Regions from separate parts of the Hordeum vulgare genome. Here region 1 is linked to region 2. The links are chromatin contacts, called in public Hi-C maps. All regions are on one chromosome and are shown on one strand. The core of a region is the stretch at or near the end of the contact, and the rest is flanking DNA. Distances in the headings are between cores, read along the strand shown. Region 1 has its middle 130 kb from the start of LOC123430080. Region 2 has its middle 140 kb from the start of LOC123426300.

Region 1 (6,514 bases), core at 3,370-5,869, 970 kb after region 2:
AGGGTCGAGTGGCTTTCGAGTGGGGACAAAAACACACACAAAATTCACCTTAGAGCTAGCCTCCTGCGTAAGAAGGACATGGTCAAGGCGTTACAGAACTCGTCAGGTGTGGAGTTCTCTGACTCAGAAGAGTTAAAGGCAGTAGCGAATGACTTCTACCAGTCCTTATACCTCTCTGAAGGAGTGCAGAACATGGAGGCAGTGTTGCTTCAAGTGCCATAGAAGTTAACACTGAGATGAATACCAATTTATATTCTCCATACACCAAAGAGGAGGTCAAGGTTGCTTTATTTAAAATGTTCCCTACTAAAGCACCGGGGCCCGATGGACTTCCAACCCACTTTTATCAGCAACATTAGGATGTGTATGGGGATGAAGTTAGAAACTTTGTTCTCAGAATTGTGACACGCGAGGAGAGCCCACAATCTATCAATGATACTGTGCTGGTCTTGATTCCCAAGGTAACAAACCCCATGGTACTTGCTCAATTCCGGCCCATAAGTTTATGCAATGTTCTGAATAAAATAGCCTCTAAGGTAATTGCAAACAAATGAAAAGCAATACTTCTTGACATTATTTCTGAGGAGTTGTCTGCCTTTATCCCTGGAAGGCTAATCACAAACAATACTATAAGTTCTTACAAATGTCTGCACTTTGTGAAGCGGTTGAGAGCTAAATGAAACAGTTATTATGCTCTGAAGCTGGACATGATGAAGGCATATGATAGATTGGAGTGGGCTTATCTCAAGGGTATCATGACCAAACTGGGTTTTGACCACCATTGGATAGACGTCGTCATGGGCATGGTCTCCTTGGTTTCTTTTTCTGTTTGTTTAAATTGTGAAAAGATAGAATCTTTTAAGCATACACGAGGTATCCGGCAGGGAGACCTAATCTCCCCCTATTTATTCTTGATTGTAGCACAGGGCCTTTCATGCCTCCTTAAATCAAGTACTCAATTGTCTTTGACAGTTATACAGGTGGCTCCTACAGCTCCCACTATTAACCATCTCATGTTTGCAGATGATATCCTGTTGCTATTCAAGCTAGTGGGGAGGGATCAGCTTTGGTGCCAAACCTACTTGATTGATACATATTTTAATGCTTCCAGACAGAGGATCAACAATGAGAAATCTTCAATTTTCTACAGAAAAGGGATGCCCTGCAGAGTTGAGAGCAACAATCAAAAACAACTTGCAGGTCCACAATGAATCATTGACTGAGCGCTACATTGGCATGCCAACTGATGTGGGCTACTCGAAGAATGGTGCATTCAAATATCTTCGGGATTGTGTGTGGGAGAACATTAAAGGATGGATGCCAAGTTACTTTCATCTGCCAGTAAAGAAGTTTTGATAAAATCTACCACACAAGCCATTCAGTTTACTCAATGGCCTCCTCCAGATTGCCGCGAGGGTTATGTGACAGTATCACATCCATCATCACACAATTTTGGTGGGGTTCTAAGCAAGGGAGGAGGAAGCCCAGCTGGGTGGCGTGGGATACCATGGCCATGCCCACCATTTGGGGGTCTCGGATTTTTAGACATGGAGATTTTCAACCTCGCACTTCTAGCAAGGCAGGCCCGGTGGACCTTGACGGATTGCTCATCTGTGAGTGCTCGAATCCTCAAGGCTGTCTATATTCCGGAGTGCTCTTTGCTTCAGGTTGAGCTGGGGGCGCACCCATCCTAGATATGGCGTGCAATTCTGGATGGAGAGATATCTTGTCACAAGGAATTATTTGCCGAATTGGTGAAAGAGAGACCACGGACATTTGGCAACACAACTACATACAAAGGGACAACTTAAAGCGCCCTATCACAACTCTTGTTCCAAACTCTCCAGGGAGAGTGGCGCGACTGATAGATGTTACATCCGCAAGCTGGAAGGGGGACGTGGTTCGGACTGTGTTTACTCATTTTGATGTAGAGGAAATTCTCTGGATCCCGCTCTGCACTCGTCGTGTTGAAGACTTTTGGGCTTGGCATGAGGAGCTTCGAGGATTGTTTAGTGTGCGGTCGGCGTACCGAATGATACTCAAGAGTAAGCACAGCCGGGAGGCCTGGTTGCATGAGGAGGGCGGAACATCATATGAGCTCGATGAAACCAGCAAATGGTCCATGATATGGCATCTGCAGGTACCCTCCAAACTCAAGGTGTTCTTGTGGCGTCTTGTCCAACTATCAATGACGACGTGTTCAATCCTGAAGCACCGGCATATGGCGACAGAGGATACTTGCCTGTTATGTGGGGCGATGGACACATGGAAACATGCGTTGATCACCTGCCCGATGGCGGCGAGTGTATGGGCCCTGGCGCTTGAGGAGTTAGTGCAACACATGGTAGACCGAGGGGAAGAGAATCCGAAGGATTGGCTATTTCCACTGCATGGAATACTAATGAAGGACCTCTTCGAAGACTTAGTTGTAACACTATGGGCACTCTAGGGTGTCAGGCGGAAGGCAATTCATTATAATATTTTCCAACCACCATACTCGGTTAATAGCTTCATATCGAGCTATTTGGGTGAGTTGCAGTTGACCAACGCCAAGCTTCCAACGGCAACAACTCCATCTAGTGAGAGACCATCGACATGGTTGGCCCCGATCACTGGCAATGCAAAGATGAACGTGGATGCTGTTGTTTCCAGACATGGGTTTGGTTCAGGCGGTGTGATCTGCCGAGATCGTGATGGCATGTTCATGGGAGCATCGACTCTTTGTTTCTCAAACATTGTGGACCCGCCGACTCTTGAAGCCCTCGCCATTAGGGAAGCCCTCGCATTGGCAGATGACCTATATCTCAGACATATTGAAATGGCATCAGATTGGAAAGTGGTGGTACAAGATATAACGAAGGAGAATTCGGCAAGCTATAAAGCGGTCTTACATGAGATAGCTGATCATCCTTCAGCCTTTAATTTTTGTATCTTTAGTCATGAGTTTAGGAGCTCAAATTATGCGGCTCACAACTTATTGAAGCATGCTCTATCTCTTGGTGGTGGCCATCATGTTTGGTTAGGACATCTCGGGAATCTCCCATCCCACCGTGAAAACATTGTGATGAATTAATAAAGCTTCGCGGCGTTGTCTTAAAAAAACTTGACCTGAGGCTTCGTGAACAGACTTGTGGATCCGCTCCACTCGTTATCTCCCTTTCACAAGTCTTTAGGGCAGGTGGCCAACCACGTGTATGATCTCAACCAGGTGGGCATACTCGTCCCCTCCCTCTATGGACGAGTCTGATTGGACGAAAAAGGATGACGATGGAACAAGGTGTCTATAGGAGGGCGATGACATACATGACTACCATGCCTTGTTAGATAAAGTGATGATGATAGTCACATCGACCCACCGCGTGGCGACATGGCGACATAAGGGTGTCCCCCGCTATAGTCCATTCCTTTGAGTTTAGAGATCAAGTACGACAATCTTTGAAAAGAACTCTCTATCTCGATATATAAGGGGCAGAGCGCATCACTTGTCAAGGAGATGGAAGAAAAAGAAAGAACACATTATAGTAGGAGTAGGATGTAACATCGCAACGACGGCCTGGACCTCGGTAAAACAAGAAAACAATGTAAAAAACAAAACAAAAACAAAGTAATAAAAGAAGAACCAAAGGAAAAAACAGATGAAAAACCAAATAAAAAGGAAAATAACATGAACAAGACAAAATACGAAAAGGCGCTCAAGCGAACCTAGGAAAGACCAGGCGAACAAAATAGGCGTGCCCGCTATGGTCGCGAGTAGGCGATTCCTATTAGGAATAGTATGGGCGACACAAAGCTGTCATGGGGATCCTATTCCCCACACGGGGTCGGGGGATAACGACCAAACGAACGTAACCCCCCCCCCCCTCGAAGGTAATGGGTGAGGCCGTTAGTATATTAATTCTTTTTTGTCCATTTTCTCTTTTATGTTTTTTCCTTTTCAAATATATGCTTTTTTAATCCTAATTTTTTTGAAAATCAGGAACATCATTCAAATTCATGAACAATTTGGAAAATTGTGAAGAAATTTCCAATTCATAAACTTTTTTGAAAACTAAGAATAATTTTCAAATTCATGATTTTCCAAATATACGAACACTTTTCGAATTCTTGAACATTTTTCTAAATTCTTGAACTTTTCGTAAACTAGCTAACAATTTCCAAAATTCTTGAACATTTTTAGAATTTTTGTAAGTTTCTTTAATGTATATCTTCTTTTGAAATCAGTGAACATTGTTTTCGATTTGCAAACAATTTTTAAACTTCATTATCATTTTATGAATTCATGATTTTTTTAATTTGTCGTATTTTTGCTTTTTAATTTTTTGTTTGAATTTATTATCATTTTTGAAATTCCTAGAATTTTTAAAATACTTAATATATTTCTCAAATTCGTGAACATTATAGGAACATTTTCTTGATTTTGCATTTTTAGAAACTTTGAACATTTTGGAAATGTGGGAGCACTCTTTAAATTTGTAAAGCTTTGTTTTTGTGAAATTTGCAGAAATGAAAATCAAAACAGAAAAAAATAGGGGCACGCGAACCCCAGTCATGGGCCGCCTCAGAAGCGCTCACGGAGAAGCGCGGGCTGCCCGTTTTGGCGTCACACTAATTAGGAGGTCCCATGCAAAAACGGGGGGACTCCTATTGCGCGCTGCGCAAGATAACTGGCACCCGCACCAGCAGCTGGATGGGCCGACCCAAGATCATGCATCGTGAAAAGGACCGTCAAACAATTTTTAAACTTCATTATCATTTTATGTATTCTTGAACATTTTTAGAATTTCTGTAAGTTTCTTTAATGTATATCTTATTTTGAAATTAGGGAACATTGTTTTCGATTTGCAAACAATTTTTAAACTTCATTATCATTTTATGAATTCATGATTTTTTTAATTTGTCGTATTTTTGCTTTTTAATTTTTTGTTTGAATTTACCCAAGATCATGCATCGTGAAAAGGACCGTCGAAAATAGGTCTTGACCGGGATTCTATCTCACGCCCTCGCACACCTTATCGAGTGCTGCTAACCAATTGACCAACTAACCAGTAATGATCCAAAACAGCCCGGACCCTTAAAGAATAGAAATGGAGACGCGCTATTTATTGCCCATTATGCTATAGCATTTAGATTTTTCAATTATTTGAAAACATGTTCACATACTACAAATGGAGATCATGAACATGCAGAAAAAAGTTTGCATATTCAAAAAATAGTTCACCAAATCAAAAAAGAACATTTATTCAAAAAAAAAGTTCACGAATTCATAAAAAAGTTCATTGTTTAAAGCAAAAGTACATCAAACAATGAAAATAGTTCATCAATTTGAATAAAAAAAGTTCACCGAATATGATTTTTTCATCGAAATTTAAAAAGTTCACTGAATTTAGAATAAGTTCATCCAAATTAAAAAAGTTCTTCAATTTTGAAAATATTCCATCAATTTTGAAAAGAGTTAAGAAATTTTGAAAAAGTTCGTCGGTTTTGAAAAACTTTCATCGATTTTGCAAAAAAAGTTCAATGATTTTGAAAAACTTAATAAATTTGGAAAATGTTCTAGTAATTTTGGAAAAAGTTTATCCAAATTGAAACAAGTACATCAATTTTGAAAAAAGTTCATAAATTTTGAAAAAGTTCAACGGTTTTGGAAAATTTCATCAATTTTGAAAAAAAGTTCATCGATTCTGAAAATATTTAATAAATTTTGAAAAAAGTTCATTAACGTTGAAAAATGTACAACAAATTTGGAAAAAGTTCACCTAAATTGGAAAAAATCATCAATTTTGTAACAATTTATCAATTCATCAATTTTGACAAACATCCATCCATTTTAAGGAAAGTTCAAAAAATTGAATAAAACTCATCAAATTTGAAAATAAATTCATCGATTCTGAAAAATTCACGAGTTTCAAAAAAAATTGTTCATGCATTTGAAAAAGAAGTTCATCTATTTGAAGAAAACATTTATGAATTTGGAAAAGGAAAGAAGAAAATCACAGAAAAAAGAAATAAAAGGAAAAGAAACACTGAAGAAATAAATAAATAAAACATGCATGTTATTACAACTTGTGAATAGGTAGGATTGGCTGCGCGTCAATCACGTCCGACCTGCGCCGCGGGTTCGAATCCTCGATGACGCGGCATTTTTTGCAGTTTCTTTAGAGTTTAGAGAAAAGTGAAAAAAGAACAAGGGCCGGCCCAGCTAAGAAGGGTGAGTAGCTGATGTAGGCGCCGGGTAGAAAAAAGAAAAGAAACCAACGCCTGCAACGCCGCATAGGAATTGTACAGAACATGTGCGAGCTGGGTGTCGCTTGTGGGAACCTCCTATTAGACGCATTGGTCGCCGAATAATTTCAGCTTCGCAAAGAGGTGGGCACTTGCAGGCTTTTATGGGCCGGTCTTTCCCGCTTCATTGTTTCTTGCTATTTCTTTTTCTTTATTTTTTATGTTTTTTATTTTTCTGCTTAGTTCCTTCATTTTTATATTTTTTAGGTTTTTTCTTTTCTTTTTTTCTTTT
Region 2 (7,073 bases), core at 2,273-4,772:
TTTAATAAATATTTATTGTTTACAAATTTATATTTTGTTTGGTACTTTTTTCAAACACATCATATGTGTTTCTTATTAAATCTAAGACATTTTTTTTGAAATATAGGTTTAACATTTTTCAAATATAGGTTTTGATGTCTATTGTTCCATACACATTTTTATTTATTTGTATTACACATAAAATTTAAGTTAAAGACACACATGATTACCATTTTGCAAAATATAATGGTCAACATTTTCTGAACACATGATCATCATTTTCTTTACATGTTTAACTTTTTTCAAGTACTTGTTCAAAAACTTTCAAACGCTTGATTAACATGTCTATAACATGATAAAATATTCTTCATTTTTTCATATGCCGTCTACATTTTTTATATACACACTTAACATTTTTAAATTACTTGTTCAGTGTTTTCTTGAATGCTAGATTAACATTTTTTAATTACTTGTTCAATATTTTTTTAATACTTGATTGACATTTTTAAACACATGATCAAAATTTTCATCGTTTTTTAATACATGGTAAACATTTGTTCTAAACACATTTAAAAATATTCAAATGCTTGATTTAGAAATTCAAATACCTGTTCAACATTTTTTTTAAATCTTGACTAACATTTTTATATACATGATAAAAAACAATTGATCATTTTTTAACACATGGTCAACATTTTTTCATTACACATTTAACATCACTCAAATGATTAATTATCATTTTTCAAAGACCTCTTTCAACATTTTTCAGTTGTTTGACAATCCTTTTTTTTAAATACATGATCAAATTGTTTTATACACATTTTATTTTTTATACATTTTCCATATATATATAGACACACACACATACATATTTAACATTTTTCAAATATTTGGCCACCATTTCTAAATATTTGTACAGTGACTTTATAATATATTCCTTCAGAATATTTGGAAGTATATGCAAAATAAAAAAAAGAAAGCAAAAAGCGAAAAACTAAATGAAATACCACCCTTCGGCGAGGGTTCCCACCATCTCGGTTAACACGATACATAAGGCTGCCAAGTTTTCTCTAGAATTTTCCCTTTTCATTTTTACAAAATAAATGTTTCTCTAGCTAATCCTTGTGTTACACACTGTACGTGTTTCTTATACACCAATTTTTTTATATAATACATTTTGATTATTTTTGAATATATGTTTTGTTTTCAAGTTTTTTAGTACACATTGCATGTTTTCTTATAAATCAAAAACATTTTTCAAATATATGTTTTGATGTCTATTTTTTTTCATACGAATGTCTAATTATTTGTATACATAGAAAATACAAGTTTCTAGACATACATGATTAACCTTTTATGAAATTTATGTCTTTTTGTCTACTGTTTTTCGTGCACATTGTGCATTTTTTTATTAGACATGTGAAACATTTTCTTGTAAATGGTTTACACTTTTTTAATTACACTAAAGTTTTGTATATTCCATAAATTTGTGAGATAAAAAACATGTCCATATGTTTGATATTATTGAACATTTTTTATTCGGCTTTCTTTGTTTTCCTTTTTTCCTCTGTTTTATACGTTTTTCTTTATTTTTTCAGGTTTTCTAAGTTGCTTCATATTTTTTATTTTTTTGTTTTTCTTATTTTTGTTTGTTTCTTCACCGGTTTAATATATTTTGTGCCATTTCTTCATCAGTTTTCTTTGGTTTTGGGTGTTTTTGGCTTATTTCTAAGGTTTCCTATTATTATTTTCAATATATTGCTTTATCTCTCAATACACAGTATATATTTTTAATACACGTGGGACATTGGTTTTATACACGTTGAACATTTTTTATATATGATACGAACATTTGTTTATACACATTTAGCATTTTTCATATACATGTGTTCTTTCAAGTATATGTTTGAGTTTAACTCTTTTTACTTACACCGTATACATTTTGCGTATATAGAAATTACTTTTTATATATGTATACTTTTTTTTGATTTATTTTCTAAATACATTTTTAAAATACAGGATTAACATTTTTAAATACATTATTGAATTTGTCAGTAAAATGATTAATATATTTTGAAAGCTATGATTTTTCTTTAAACTGTGACCTGCATATTTGTACCGGTACAAAACATTATACCACACAAACTTTTTTTATGTTCTATACTCGTTTTTCAGAAAGTTGGCATACATTATATTTGAAATGTCTGGACATTTTTTCTGTAAGATATCAACATCTACCTAATTGTGCTAAAAATATATATTGTGTTAACAATTTTCATACTGAAGTTTTGTTTTTTAATTAAATATAATATTTTAAGGGATATTCATTTAAATGCAAATGTAAAAAGGAGAAATAGAAAATATTATACCATGACATCAGCATGTCGTCAGCGTGACATCAGGTGAATGAGTGAGCGCTGCTCGCCTGCTCCTGCGCTGGCCAGCGCATATACGGCATTGCTTGAGTCGCTGCTGCCATCGGTCTCGCGTAAGCGAGACATAGACGTGCCCGCCAGACTTCGCCCGGAAAAAGAAAAAGGAAAATCAGTTGGCAAGACAAAACATTCATGCCTCCTTTAAAAATGACGGTGCCATAGCTAGCATTGTGTCCGGCGATGTAGAGATTATCTGCCTCCGTCCCTGTCGCCGTCGTCGTGGTCGTTTCGTGCCCCAGATTTGGATACGGCCGGCTCAATCATCCCTTGGGCATTTGCGACTTGTTATTTCGCTGTCTTTTCTTTGGCCGGATACGCCCATCCCATGCTCTCTACCCGTCTCCACCTGCCCAATCTTATATACGGTTCCGTATACTGTACTGTAGTTGGTTAACACAGCCACACTGCAATCAAGTACCGTTGGTTAACGCAACCACACTGCTAGTGACAGCGGCTAGCTACCTAAGTAATTGCAGTTCTCTGTGTTCATGTCATTTGTGCAGCCAAAACGAATTAGTACATGCAATAATTTCAGTATCATTTGCATGTCTGCAATTTTGCTGCTTCCTCTCCAACCACAGATGGCGGATGTCCGGATCCGGAAGTCATGCACGCATGAACTCGTCAGATACTGCTAATTAATCGAAGATGTGCTAATAAATTTGGACAGGAGTGCGTACATATAGTGTCGTTCAGTAAGAAGATGGAGACAGGGACAGATGGATCAGCATCATCGATGAATGTACTACATGCCTAACCATCTGTTGCCACCACCGGCTATGGCAACCTGTCTATTCATGTAGGAGTATGAGCAAATCTGGCGTTGGGACATCATGGTCGCAATACATCACGCACGCTTATTAGTTATGATGGTGTTTCTTTACTCAGGGACTAGACTAAAAAGTCCCTTTTAGTCCCTAGGTAAAGAAACAGGAGGGACTTTTCCTTAAGGTACTAAAAAAAACTCTCTTGAAGGGACTTTTTTCTTTAGTCCCTCGGACTAAAAAAAAATCTAGTTCCTTGGAAAGAAACACCACCTGTACCTACAGGCACAGCCCAACTGTACTGTATGAGCAAAAATGATCGTAACAGTTTAGCAGCTGCTGCTATTAAGAGGGTGCTTGGATATGTTTAAACCTATAATGTACTCCAATTGATCCACAGTTGATCCTTCCAATCGCCAGTGCTATAAATGTGAAAATGATGCATGTGGCTTTTGAAACGGGGGGACAAAAACTCTCGGCTCTAGGCGTCGCAACTTGCAACTTAAGTTATCGACCGCTCACCCAAAGTTTAAGGCCTAAGTACACCTATACGATGCAATTGCCTAGCTTCTACGGAACCACCACATGTCTACGATATCCTCCTACCATTAGCTAGTCCCGGCAGCTTGTTTATTTGGACTTCTACTGTCTACTCCAACAGCACTCTGATCGACACCTGAATAGCCGCGAGTGTTCACACAAACCCGCGTCCAAAATTATCTTGCGACGAAATATGCATTGTTTGCAAAACCAAGTCTCTTCTATCGTTGAAATAACATTAGTGTGAGGACACGTGCCTTCCCCCTATTTTTCAAGGGAAACTTTTGTGTTTTTCACTCCAGTTTTTGTCCACTTTACTTATGCCACTCTAGAATTTAATATTTTACTAATGGTATTGTGATACATTATAAAAAATAAGAGTGACAAAAGTGAAATAAAAAACTATTGCTTTTTACCATGAAATGACATTTGTGATGTATTGTCAAAAGTTAAGAGTGCCAGAAGTGAGATGTTGAATTCTAGAGTGGCACACAAAAAAGGGCGAAAAGTAGTGGCAAAAACAAAGTTTTTCCATGTTTTGAACTACCTAGAAACACAATACAACAAAAAAAATAAAGATATGTAATTAAAATCAAAATTAATTTTAAAATCAAAATATATGTCGTCATTAAGTGAACCATCTCTTTATTAGAATATTACAAGCTACACATAGTGACATCCACCGACGACCACAACCATCGGGGCAAAGCCCCTCGCGGTGGCTGACGGTAGGGCCCCGCTCTCATATGCTCGAGGGTGGTCGGCATGGGGCAGTTTGGCGGGGTGGAGGCGTCTCGCGCGCCCGGGGCTCAACAATGCGGAGGTGGCGGCATGCTCCTGGATAACAGCGCGACGACCAGGTGGATGGCGGCTTGCGGCGCAGTTGTTGCGTGCTTGTGCCACCGACGGTGGTTCAGATCTGGGTGAGGGGCAGATGCGTGCGGATATGGCGGGTCCCCGCTGTGCCTGCTCTGGCGCGCCTGCCATGGGTCAGATCGGCAACTCGATTGTTGCTGATGTGTCTGACAGGCTAGGCAGAGGGGATGGAGGTGGCAGAACACTGGTGGTGATGGCCATGCCCCGTGAGGGCGGTGTAGGGAAGGCTCTCGGCTCGAAATGTTGGGCTCATCAAACGGGTCAGTGGAGTCGATTTGGTCTAAGGTGGTGGACGACGTGTGTTAGACAGCATGTATGGAAGATCGACTTGTCCGTGTTGGTGCAAGCCTTCATGTTGTGCTCTCGCGGCATGTGGTTCGTTTGTGGTGTTCCGAATGGGTGTAGGATGTCGATGGTCTCTCTCGAACAACCCTGTAATAAAATACAAGAAATCTCTTGTGTCTCCAACACACCCAATATAATGATAAATTATATATGTGCACTAGTTCGACGAAGAGGCGGCACATATAGGTTTTTGTAATCTGAAAATATAGAAATAGTAAGGTAACAAGTAGTAAACAGCGAACAAAACAATATAGCAATGCTTGAAAATAAGGCCTATGGTTCATACTTTCAATAGTGTGATCTCTCAACAATGCTAATGTAATACAATCATATGTTTAACCCTTAACCTGCGATAAAGAATTACTCCAAAGTTCCTATTAGCAGAGAACATAAGAAGAAATTGTTGTAGGCAGCGAACCACCTCAAAGTTATCCTTTTCGATCAATCCATTGAGCTATTTCTATAAGTGTCACAAACAACCCGAGAGTTCGTACTAGAATAACACCTATGATACATATCAATCAACCCTAATGTCACCTAGATACTCCAATATCAGCACCAATATCCCTAGGTTAATTATTCGACATGCATCAAACAATTTCAGTTTCATCATATTCAATCCAACACAAAGAACTTCAAAGTGTATCTCAAGGTTTCTATCGGAGAAAGTAGGACAAGAACGTGTATCAACCCCTATGCATAGATTAGCCCATTGTCACCTCGGGAATCCGCGAGTTGAGTACCAAAGCATATATCAAGTGAATCAATAGAACATCCCATTGTCACCATGGGTATCCACATGCAAGACATACATCAAGTGATCTCAAATCCAGCATTCAATCCGGCATAACAAAATCTCAAAGGGAAAGATTCAATTCATTAGATCAATATAGCAATGGAAGAACACCATATGATCCAACTATATTAACAAAGCTCATGATACATAAAGATCGTGACATCTCAAGAACATGAGAGAGAGAGAGGGAGGGAGGGGAGGGGAGAGAGAGAGAGAGAGAGAGAGAGAGAGAGAGAGAGAGAGAGCTCACATAGCTACTGGTACATACCCTCAGCCCTGAGGGTGAACTACTCCCTCCTCGTCATGGAGACCGTTGGGATGATGAAGATGGCCTCGATTGATGATTGCCCCTCCAACAGGGTGCGGGAACAGGGCTTCAGATGAGTTTTCTTCGATATAGAGAGTTGCGACGGTGCAGCGAAAGTTCTAGGTTTATTTCTGAGGGTTTCTCTATATATAGGATTTTTCGGTGTTGGGATCACGCTACACGGAGCCACGAGGGGCCCACAAGCTATAAGGCATGCCTAGTGGGGTGGGCTCACATCGTTGGCTTGTGGCCCCCTCCGGTGGTTCTTTGCTCCGGTATTTCTCATATTGTCCAGAAAAAATCAACAATAAAGTTTTGGGCGATTCCGGGAACTTCTATTTTTTGTATAAAAAACAACACTGCGGTAATTCTGGAGAAAACAATGCTAGTCTGGGTTAGTTCTAATTAAATAATATAAAGTGCGTCAAAACCATACAAAAGTATTGTAAACATAGGTAAATATGACATGAATACTTCATAAATTATTGATACATTGGAGATGTATCAGCATCCCCAAGCTTAATTCCTACTCGTTCCCGAGTAGATAAATGATAAAAGAAGTAATTTGTGAACTATGAAGGCTAGCATAGTGTATAATTTTGACCAATGATAATTTCAGTCATTTTTCTAGCATCATAACCAGGAACTTTTTCTCATAGAACTCATCATGATAGAGTAGCAATCAATTCACATGTCATGGTTCAAACAATGCATTCTCTTTGAAATTTAGCAACCTATGTTATTAATCATCAAACAATTTGAATGCATCTTATTTTTCAGCAAAGTGAAAGTAAGAGCTCCACATACTCAATTATCATATAATCATCTATGATTTCTAATACTGAAAGCATATTTTTAGAACAAACAACATCCATCGAATACATAGAAAGATAGGGGCTTAATGTTTCGCCTCCCAACGTACTTATCATAAAGATAATTGTTAACAATAATGAATCATGATCAAATATATTTGACTGGATATTTATGCATGGATCTTTACACACCACATGATGCTTGCCAACTAATACATT

What was found. A called contact is a pair of places that touch in the nucleus more often than the background predicts.
Region 1: a contact with region 2 is called in a Hi-C map of leaf, with 2.3 times the contacts expected there. The contact joins two enhancer-like sites. A contact is called at or near these places in 2 of 6 Hi-C or Micro-C datasets (leaf and seedling).

What each region holds. Positions count from the first base shown.
Region 1 is chr2H:362,942,507-362,949,020 of MorexV3_pseudomolecules_assembly, forward strand. No RefSeq gene overlaps it. Among protein-coding and RNA genes, the nearest start is that of LOC123430080, 130 kb to the right of the region's middle. Within about 2 kb of position 4,620, at least 3 of the 3 cell types and tissues checked have open chromatin away from gene starts, as enhancers often do. A contact at or near this core is called in leaf, where this site is marked.
Region 2 is chr2H:361,978,084-361,985,156 of MorexV3_pseudomolecules_assembly, forward strand. No RefSeq gene overlaps it. Among protein-coding and RNA genes, the nearest start is that of LOC123426300, 140 kb to the right of the region's middle. Within about 2 kb of position 3,523, at least 2 of the 3 cell types and tissues checked have open chromatin away from gene starts, as enhancers often do. A contact at or near this core is called in leaf, where this site is marked.